Linked DNA regions of Hordeum vulgare: regions 2 and 3 are each linked to region 1. Evidence: chromatin contacts called from public Hi-C data. All regions are on one chromosome and are shown on one strand. Each heading gives the region's core, a stretch centred on a gene start, on an enhancer-like site or on the middle of the called end of the contact. The rest is flanking DNA. Distances are from core to core; before and after follow the strand shown. Region 1 holds the start of LOC123398061. Region 2 has its middle 110 kb from the start of LOC123397906. Region 3 holds the start of LOC123395583.

Region 1 (3,499 bases), core at 498-2,997:
AATGCCACGGCTATCTAGGGTCTTAGGCTGGAGGTGGAATTCTCCGGAATGACTAAGGGCCTTACTAGGGATCTACTAGACATGCTGGTTTGGTCCATGGAGCAGCTTTCTAACACAAACAAAACATCATGCCAATTCTGGTGAGGGACACGAGGTGTTTGACAAAATGCCAATGGCATCTAGGAGCACTTGCTAGCCACAAGAATTACCATATAGGAGTCTCCTTGGATGCAAAAAAATGTGGTATGGTTAGATTTAGCAACCAAACAACTTCATAATGCAATTATAGCAAAAGTCCATTTCTGAACAAAAACAAGATGATAATGCAACAGGGGTCAAAACAACTCCAATGGGGCTGAAATTTGATACTTAAGGGTTTTATATGGTGTACTATAAGTATAAAAAAATTCAAGGTCATTGGGAAAGAAAATAGTGCGGATGCAGTACAAAATGCCAATCTGGTCCAGAACATAAAACAAGAAGTGGTGCTCAAATTTTTCAAAATACCAATATATATTTTTGCATGAAACTCATTTATATGAATCCCTTGACCACTACAAATTTTGATAGGATTTTTGGAGGCTTTTAATAATAGGTTGTAGTACAAATCTACAATTGGACCAGAAAGAAAAATCAATTAATTTACTTAAACTTTTCAAAACACTTGGCTATATAATTATATAAAATTGATCCAGAAGTATAGTAGGTAATTGTAAAATTTATTGTGGAATTTTTAGAAGAAGTTAACAGGTGGTTGCAGTTTAAAACTGGACCCTTAGGAAATAAAAAAACAGTTTTGAATAAATAGAATTGGAAGATAATATTTATAGAAAGAGCCTTCTCTGCAATAGAAAAATATTTAGTCAACACCCAAGCCACAAGTAATTTTTTAAGAAGCTCTAGCTCATAGATAGAGTTTTTCATAAAAGTAAGAATAGGAAAAGCTCTGAAATCAGAAGAAAACTCAGAAATAAAAAATTTCAGAATAATCCTGGCCAAATTCAATAAATAAAATTGTGTCAAAAAATTTGGGGTGTTACACTACGTGGAAGAAAATGAAGCGTCCGTGAGCCTCTTCGAGGCAAGAGGCCCTCCAGGGTCTTTTAACAGTTGACACCCACAGGACAAAGGGTACTATGAATGACGATGTATGACGGATGAACAATACACAAATTATCAGCAATAGTGACAAAGGGATGGCCTTTTCTTTCGCGTTAGGTTAGATGTGACACCAGAGTTGATTTCGAACAGCCGGGCACAAGCGCGAGCCGAGGCAGCCGGCCTAGGCACGTGCCCCGTCCAGCTCGTCGTCTTGGGACTACCCAAGGATCGTCGCTCCGACAAAACGAGACTAATGAAACAAGAAAAACAAATAATTTTAAGATGGGTCTTATAAACCGAAAAAAAAAGAAGTGTCATTCTTATTCTGCGTATTAGATTTGTATCAAGTCAAATTCAACAAAATTTGTTCAAGCCTATATTAAGAAATATCAACATGTACAAAACGAAATATATATATATATATATATATATATATATATATATATGCACACACACTACGAAACTACATTTCATAATGAATCTAACACTATTGATTTGGTATTATAGTTTTTTCTATAAGTTTGATTAAAATAAAGATACTTTAACTTGGGACAAAACTTATATTATGAAGACTAATAAATACGGAGTACGATACTATACGGGGCCCAAACGCGACCACTCAAAGTTTTGTCTCCCACATTTTGCCTTTGCAACGCCCCTCCTTCTCACGCGCTTCCCCGTGCTCTCCTCGCCGAAACACCCCACCAGTCCCCCCGCCTCTGGCTCCTGTCGCTGCTCTGCTCCCCGGGAGGGACCCACCCCGATGGAGTTCGCCCGCCGCGGCCCAGCCACCGACGACCACCGCTGCCCCGACCCTCCGCCGCACGGTATGTGCCGCCCGCCACCTCTGCCGCGTTAGTACTCCGTAGGAAGCAACTGAACAGAGATGGACTTTACCCTCCTTTTCTCCCGTCTCTGACTGCGACTGTATGCGAAATCCTCTAGACATCAGACGAACGATGGTACTGGGACTGTTCTACTTGATCCGCGCCTTGTAGAAGTGGTAACAGACTAGGTGTGGTTTGATTTGCCCGGGGGTCACAAGATTGAAGATTCTGCCCAGCTTGTCTGTCCTCTCGTCAAAAACAAATGCAACCTGTCGATCCTACTTTATCCGATTCACGGTTCCTCTAGTCAGATGCAGAAAACGTGTTCAAGAAAACAAGAACAATAGGAGTAGGATTCTGCTACTTATCTGGTCCCATCGCTGGTGCAGGAGACGCAATGCTGGTTATGAGGGACGCCCTGCTGTGGCAGCTCCAGAAGGACCGCCTTCGCCAGGAGATCATCATGGCCGAGCTGGCCAAGATAGAGTGCGCCATGGCCCTGCGCTCTGTGTCCGGTCACCACAGCACGCCGATGCCCCGGGACAGCATGCCGCCGCACAGAGGACCCGTCTTCGGCTGGGAAAACTACGCCGACGTGGGTGAGGAAAATGATGTGAAGCTACCAAACAACTGTGGAAGGAAGAGTGCAGAGCCCAGATTTTGGAATCCCGTCACAGAAGATCGCGCGGAAAAATGCTGGAACCCGTGCAAATGCAGGGTTAATTCGGGTGAACATAACCCAGCATTTGATGAACCGAAACTGCAGGATCCCAGTGAGGTGAGCAGCTTGTCCATTGTGTTTACTCGAAATGTTTTCATAAATCTACTTGCTAATGGTGTATTCAAACTGCATTGAAAAATCAGAAGAAACTCTACCTTCCTTGTTTTCAGAAGTACTACATACTAATGGTCTAATCTAACTGCATATCAAACAGAATGTTCCTCCAAATAAAGCGTCGCCTGCGGAGAAGTGGGAACTGACAGGAATAACCATACCAGTTAAGAAGCCGAAGCCACCCATGAGTCCCAGAAAAAGAAAGAAGCCACCCGTGAGATGGAGTTGCCCGGTGTGCCAGGTAGAAGCAAACTCTGCGCAGAAGCATTGTGCTGGGAAGAAGCACCAGTCAAATATAGCAACACTGGAATCAAGCATTAAGGCCATTGGTTATCAGAAGCCACCTTTAGCAGGTTGCAGCATTTGTCAAGTTATGTGTGGCACCGAATCAGATCTTGAGATCCACCTGAAGGGTAAAAGGCACTTAAAGAAGATTCAAGCTTTATTCGAAGAAAGCAATAACAAGGAAATCAATTCTGAGTCTCTGAAAGCAAACTTAAACAAGGACAGCAGACCGCTACATGTGGAGAAAATGAACCGTGACTTAGACTCGGAGAACCACCTCAGAGATGAAAGACACCAACTGAATGTTCGGACCCTTTGCGAAACAATCAACCAAGAGGGAAACAGTCCACCAGAAATTTCCAAAGACCAAACACCATCCTCGGAATGGGATTGCGCTATGTGCCAGGTCAAATGTATCTCTAAAGCCCATTTCGAGAATCACTGCACAAGC
Region 2 (3,499 bases), core at 721-3,220, 400 kb before region 1:
GAATGTTGTGCATTACCACGAAACAAAAATAAGATATCCATTGTTTGGTAGGCAATTGATACCCCGCGTGTCTGTTATTAACTCTTGAAGCACCCAACCAATACATTTACTAATATATCCTAACCAAAAAAATATGTTATTAACTCTTGAAGAAATCAAACAATGCATTTACCCTTTTATCCTAACCAAAAGATTGCATGTGATCAAAACTTAATAGGAACTACTTGCACATGCAATTTGCTGCAAAACCATCACTATTGAATGTATTTTGCCAAAATTCCTAAAGTAGGGAAATTATCCCGCCCACATAGCCGTAACTGAACAGACCAACCTCAACCCTCACCCCGCTCACTCTCAACCCTCATTCTTATGACAAAATTCATCAATTCATGTTCTAAATGAGCCAGTATTCGACGACGCCGTGACATGCCAGTAGCACGGGACAAGGGCGGCAACCGCCTTCCCATCTTAGTGTTATGGACCCCCTCTATTTACAACAAATTTCATCAAATTTGATGTATGTCAATTCCATAGTACAATAGTTCCTCAACTTATTCAACTCCGGCCTAGCGAGGGTGCGCTCGTTTGCAAATAACACTACAATTCAACTCCGAATATGGAACGTTGGGGGGAGCTCCTACGTGCCGCTCATTGTGTGAGGGACTCCTCCATCGCACAAGGCGGGCGCTCCGACTAGGCTGGCCGAGTTTTGTATCTTTTTTTCTATTACTTTTTGTCCTTTTCTATTTATTTCCTTTTTTCATACTTTTTGTCTTTCATTTTTCATTTTTTTTTGTATTTGAAGCATTTTTTTTGAAATAAAGAACAATTTTGGAAAACCATGAACAGATTTGGAAGCACGAGTAAATTTTTAAAGCACGAACATTTTTCGAATTTTCAAAAGGAGAACAATTTTTAAAAAACCGAAAAAATTTGAAAGCGCGAACAAAATTTTAAAGCACGGATATTTTATGAATTTTGAGAACAAATTTTGAAACCGAGAAATATTTTCAAAATTTGTGAACAAATTTGGAAGCACGAACAATTTTTTGAATCTTGAGAACAAAATTTTGAAAAGGAAAATAATTTTGGAAAACTCAGAAAAAATTTGAAAGAGCGAACAAATTTTTATAGCACCGACATTTTTTGAATTTTGAGAACAAATTTTGAAACCGAGAATAATTTGAACAATTTTTTAAAGCATGAACAAATTTTGAAACTTGAGAATAAATTTTGAACCGGAGAACAGTTTTGGAAAACCCTGAACAAATTTGGAAGCGCGATTTTTTAAAGCACGGACACTATTTGAATTTTGAGAACAAAACTTGAAACCGAGAATAAGTTTGGAAAAGCCTGAATTTTTTTGGAAGCGCGAACAATTTTTTAAAGCAGACACATTTTTTGAATCTTAAGAACAAAATTTTGAAATGAAGAACAATTTCAAAAAACCACGAATAAATTTGGAATCGCGAACAATTTTTGAAAACACGAACATTTTCTGAATCTTAAGAACAAAATTTGAAACCGAGACCAATTTTGAAAATCCTGAACAAATTTGGAAGCGCGAACAAATTTTTAAAGCACAGACGTTTTTTAGTCTTGAGAAGAAAATTTTGAAAAAAATGAACAAATTTGAATGCTGGAACAATTTTTTAAAGCATAAGCATTTTTTAAATCTTAAGAACACAATTTGAAACCGAGAATAAATTTGAATCATATGAACCGAAAACAATATTTGGTAAATACTAAACATTTTTCTAAAATCAAGAATATTTTATGAAAATTCAAAAGTATTTTTGGAAAATCCAGAACATTTTCTAAAACAGAACCAGAAAATAAGAAAAGAAACATAAAACTCTAAAAAAATAAAAAATATAAAAAACCACGGTTGAGCAAACCTTCTAGAAGTCTACAAAACCGGTAAAATCGGTTAGAACCTCTAAAAGATTCCCAAAACCGGAAATCCTGCATCCTTGTTAAATGGGCCAGCCCATTTGAAATCGACGCCCTCTCGCTCTTTGCGAAGTCCGACATCGTTTCACACAGAGCGACGAATAGGGTTTTTCATAAATAAAAAGATCAAAGAAATAATAGAAATAGGGAATGTTGGCCGGCCAATTTTTTTTTCTAAAATGCAAAAGATACTCACACGTTGGCATTCGAAGCCATAACGCGGGAGTTTGGTGATCGATGCGATAAACACCTGACACCTTCGCGTAGGTTTGATTATATACACGTTTTTGCCATTTCTTATTTCTTCTTTCTTCATTTTGTTTTGTTTTGTTTTCTCTTTACTTTTACTTTTAGTATTTCATCTATATTTTGTTTTTGCAAATTCGAAAACTTTTTCTTGTAATAGATGATTTTTCAAAAACTTCAAACTCATGATTTGTTCTTTCAAATCAATGAAATCTTATCAAAATTATGAGCATTTTTTAAATTAATAAAAAATCCAAATCCGATGAACTTTTTTCAAATTCGATGATTTCTTTAGAATGAAGATTTTTTCTTCAAAAGTGAAGAACTTTTTTAATTTTTGTTGACCTTCTTCAAAAATCGAACAAGTTTTTTTCAAATCCGATGAAGTTTTTTCAATTAGATGAACTATTTTTAAATTTGGTGAACTTTATTGAAAATCAATGGAAAAGTTTGAAATATTGTTTGAAATTCCTGATTTGTTTGAAACTTTGAACATTTTTTTTATAGATTCATGATTTGTTTGAAATTTTGAACATCTTTTTGAAATGAGTGAATGTGTTTTAAATTCATGATTTTTTTATAATTTTTTAAAGTCCACTATGACCATGACTGGTCAAATTGCCCTCGAGCGAATCGGTGAAGTGATCAAGTGGTCACTTTACATGGGTCGGCTCAAGAGGAGAGTCACGTTAGCGCTTGTTCCACCTTGAAATAAGTCATGCTTGAAATCGAATCGAATATAAACCGGAGGGAGAGGTGTGCCTCTTTTAAAATACATGTGCGGAGGTTGGAGCTTGAGAGGCATCATCCCATGGTGACGTGGTCACACTTGTCCTCATGCATAGGTGGCCAGGTCAACGTTAACGACAACTACGAGTGTCTAAGTACATCGCCTACCTTGCCGCCACCTCCGCCTTCCCTCCTACGCGTAACAAATCGCCAACAACCAACTCCTCCTTAAATAACACGAGAAGTAGGCGTGCTTTGCCGACGACAGGATGGATCACGGGGTTGCGCTACGCCTCCGTGCATGGGGAGCTAGCCCTCCCTTCCTCTCTCTCTCTGCCTCTGGGAGAAACCGACTCTCGCTATGTGGGAGCGTGACGGTTCGAATATCTAGCTAGCACCTCAGTGACGCTTGGGATCAGGGCCAGGGCGCCGTGACAGGTGCACTCCAGCTCAAGTGCGGTGTGATGCAATGTCGATGGCATGAGCTCTCACAAAAACCGTGTGACTGACTGACACATGGGGCCTGTTGATGCGTGCTCCTACAAGGCAGCCCGTGCAATTGCCGTCAATC
Region 3 (3,499 bases), core at 697-3,196, 290 kb before region 1:
ACACGGTTTAGACCGCCCAGCATCTGCCGCAGCCGCTCCGTGCAATGGTATTGGAATGACCTGGTGGCCAGCGGCCGCAGCGTGTACGGTCATGGGCTGCTCGGCACTAAACGGCAATGGCTTAGACCATCCAGCATCCGCGGCATTCGCGCCGTGCAATGGCATTGGCGTGGCTTGGTTGCCACCAGCTGGAGCACACAGCGCCATGAGCTGCTGGACACTGAACGGCGACAGCTTAGACGGTCCAGCATCTGCGGCAGCCACACCGTGCAATGACATCGGGGTGTTCTCATGGCTGCCGGCTACAGCAAGCAAGGGCATCGGCTGCTCCGCACTGAATGACCATGGTTTAGAACGTCCAGCATCTGCGGCAGCCGCGCCGTACATTGGCATCGGCATGTTATGGTGGCTACCGGCCGCAGCAAGCAAGGACATGGGCTGCTCAGCACTGAATGACCATGGTTTAGACCGTCCAGCATCTGCGGCAACCACGCCGTACATTGGCATCGGCATGTTCTGGTGGCTACCGGCCGCGGCAAGCAAGGACATGGGCTGCTCGGCACTGAACGGCCCTGGTTTAGACCGTCCAGCATCTGTAGCAGCCTCGCCGTACATTGGCATCGGCGTGGCATGGTGGCTATCCGCCGCAGCGCGCAGGGCCATGAGTTGTTCGACACTTAACGGCCACAGCTTAGACGGTCCAGCATCTGCAGCGGCCACGCCATGCAATGCCATCTGCGTGTCCTGGTGGCTACTGGGCGCAGCGTGCAGGGCCATGAGCTGCTCGGCACTGAACGGACATGGCATAGACTGTCCGGCATCCGCCGCGACCACACTGTGCAATGGCATCCGCGTGTCCTGCTGGCTACAGGCAGAAGCGCGCAGGGCCATGGGCTGCTCGGCACTGAACGGACATGTCGTAGACTGTCCGGCATCAGCAGCGACCACACTTTGCGATGGCATCCGTGTGGTCTGTTGCTCACAGGCAGAAGCGCGCAGGGCCATGGGCTGCTCGGCGCTGAATGGCAAAAGCCCATACCGTCCAGCATCTGCGGCGGCCAGGCCGAGCAATGGAATCGGCGTGGCGGCGCGCAGGGCCATGAGCTGCTCGGCACTGAACGGACACGGCTTAGACTGTCCAGCATCTGCGGTGGCCACGCCGGCGCGGAGGGCATTGGCGCGCTCCATCTTGGCCAGCTCGGACACGATGATCTCCTGGCGAAGGTGGTCCATGTGGAGCTGCGAGAGCAGCGCATTCCTCATCACCGTCATCGGCTCCTCCTCTCCTGCACCAGGCATTGCGCAGCAGTTAGATGGTCGGCGTGACCAAAATTCCAACTCTTCCTCAAATTCTCAATGTGTTTCTTGAAAAATCTACATGCGATTTGAACTAGCAAGATGTGTACTGCTATGCTAGGATGGACTTTAAGTCTGTCCAATGGAAAATGAGGGAACATGTTTGCGAGATTTCTCGAGGGAGAGATCCCAATTTTGCCATGTTCTGCCCCCCACAAAACAGATCGGAAACTCCTTCTGTGAAACAAACTAATCCAAATCACACCCAATCTACACCTGAGTATTGAAAGAAACTGAGGCCTTATTTTCGATTTCTAAACAAAAAACAACGCATAGCATGGAAGCGGCCGAGATTTTCGGGGTTCTCGACAACAATCGCAAGCATCTGACCCCAGGAGAAGAGAACTGAGAGCAAAATGGGTCCTGCCATTACTTCGTTTGCGGTTATTTACCAAGGAAGAAACGACCACGGCGACAAGGGCGAATGTTTAGATTGGCTCGACGCATACCGTGCGGCGGAGGGTCAGGGAAGCGGCGGCCGTCGCCGGTGGCCGGACCGCGGCGAGGGAACTCCATCGGTCGGGTTCCGGTGGTGGCAGTCCCGGCCCCTGTGGTTGGTTGGTTGGTGGTTTTGTTTGGGGCGAGGAGGGGGAGAGCAGGAGGCGCGCGAGAATAGAGGAGCGTGCAGTGGAAACGGATTTCTTTTATTTTTATTTTCAATAGAACGCGTGGGTGTGGCAGACGAAACCCTCTCCGCGCCTTCAATCAATGCCGAGGAAAACTGGGCCCGATCACGACGACTGGGTAGCTTGGGCGGCTTTCGCTCAGCACTCGCAAACTTTTTTTTAACATAGTACATATACTCATCTCTCCCTAATCTATACCTATATCTTTACCTAATCTTTACCTAATAATAAAGAGGCAATCGTTCCCGTCGAAAACCCACCAAGATGATTTTACAAAAAAAAACCCTTACTGTTTATGACATTAAACTCGTAGTATATATTAAATATTTTTTTAAATACTTATATCTTTTAAACCGTAACTCCAAATTTAACATATTATACATGGAATTTGATTAGAAAAATATGTAGAATTTAAATATGATATTATTTTATCTGTTAAACATTTAATAAAAATACTATCTAGGGTGCAATCTTAATAAATAAGTCATTATTCGTCTTTCTTTCGTACCGGTACTCATCCGGGTTGGGAATGAACACGTCAACAAAATCAGGATTAGAGATGAAACTGAAGGTCACTTGACTGATTCTTTGTACGTATTAAATCTACATGCAAGCCGTGTTAAAATAGAAGACCTGTGAAATTTTGAACTGCATTTTTGTAGGATAAGACCATCTTTATTTGTATCGTAACTATAAATTCTCAAATTATAGACATTTTTTATAAATTAAAAGCGTGTGCCGTGTGGTATTTCTTTCTCCCGTTGCAACGCATGAGCCCTTTTGCTAGTTTAATAATAAAGAGACTATCGCTTCCGTTGAAAAACCCACCGAGGTGATTTTATAAAAAAGCCCTTACTGTTTATGACATTAAACTCATAGTTTATATTAAATATTTTTTTTTAAACTCATATCTTTTAAACCGTAACTCCAAATTTAACATATTATACATGAAATTTGATTAGAAAAATATGTAGAATTTAAATATGATATTATTTTATCTGTTAAACGTTTAATAAAAATACTATCTAGGGTGCAATCTTAATAAATAAGTTTCGTCTTTCTTTCATACCGGTACTCATCCGGGTTGGGGATGAACGCGTCAACAAAATCAGGATTAGAGATGAAACTGAAGGTCACTTGATTGTTTCTTTGTATGTATTAAATCTACATGCAAGCCGTGTTAAAATAGAAGACCCGTGAAATTTTGAACTGCATTTTTGTAGAATAAGACCATCTTTATTTGTATCGTAACTATAAATTCTCAAATTATAGACATTTTTTATAAATTAAGAGCGTGTGTCGTGTGGTATTTCTTTCTCCCGTTGCAACGCATGGGCCCTTTTGCTAGTATATATATATATATATATATATATATATATATATAATAATAATAATAAAGCGGCTATTGCTTTCGTCGGAAAACCCACCACGACATTTTTATAAAAAGCCCCTGTAATTTATGTTATTCAACCCACGCTCCATCATTTATCTGCAACGCAAAAGGAAAAAAAAACGAT

What was found. A called contact is a pair of places that touch in the nucleus more often than the background predicts.
Region 2: a contact with region 1 is called in a Hi-C map of leaf, with 4 times the contacts expected there. The contact joins the enhancer-like site here to the promoter of LOC123398061 in region 1. A contact is called at or near these places in 2 of 6 Hi-C or Micro-C datasets (leaf and seedling).
Region 3: a contact with region 1 is called in a Hi-C map of seedling, with 6 times the contacts expected there. The contact joins the promoter of LOC123395583 here to the promoter of LOC123398061 in region 1. A contact is called at or near these places in 2 of 6 Hi-C or Micro-C datasets (leaf and seedling).

The regions. Positions count from the first base shown.
Region 1 is chr5H:443,364,291-443,367,789 of MorexV3_pseudomolecules_assembly, forward strand. It overlaps LOC123398061, which reads left to right and starts at 1,748. Exons shown (of 3, transcript XM_045092572.1): 1 at 1,748-1,928; 2 at 2,318-2,706; 3 at 2,864-3,499. The coding sequence starts at 1,865.
Region 2 is chr5H:442,959,636-442,963,134 of MorexV3_pseudomolecules_assembly, forward strand. No RefSeq gene overlaps it. Among protein-coding and RNA genes, the nearest start is that of LOC123397906, 110 kb to the right of the region's middle. Within about 2 kb of position 1,971, at least 1 of the 3 cell types and tissues checked has open chromatin away from gene starts, as enhancers often do. A contact at or near this core is called in leaf, where this site is marked.
Region 3 is chr5H:443,072,815-443,076,313 of MorexV3_pseudomolecules_assembly, forward strand. It overlaps LOC123395583, which reads right to left and starts at 1,947. Exons shown (of 3, transcript XM_045090602.1): 1 at 1,806-1,947; 2 at 1-1,286. The coding sequence starts at 1,872.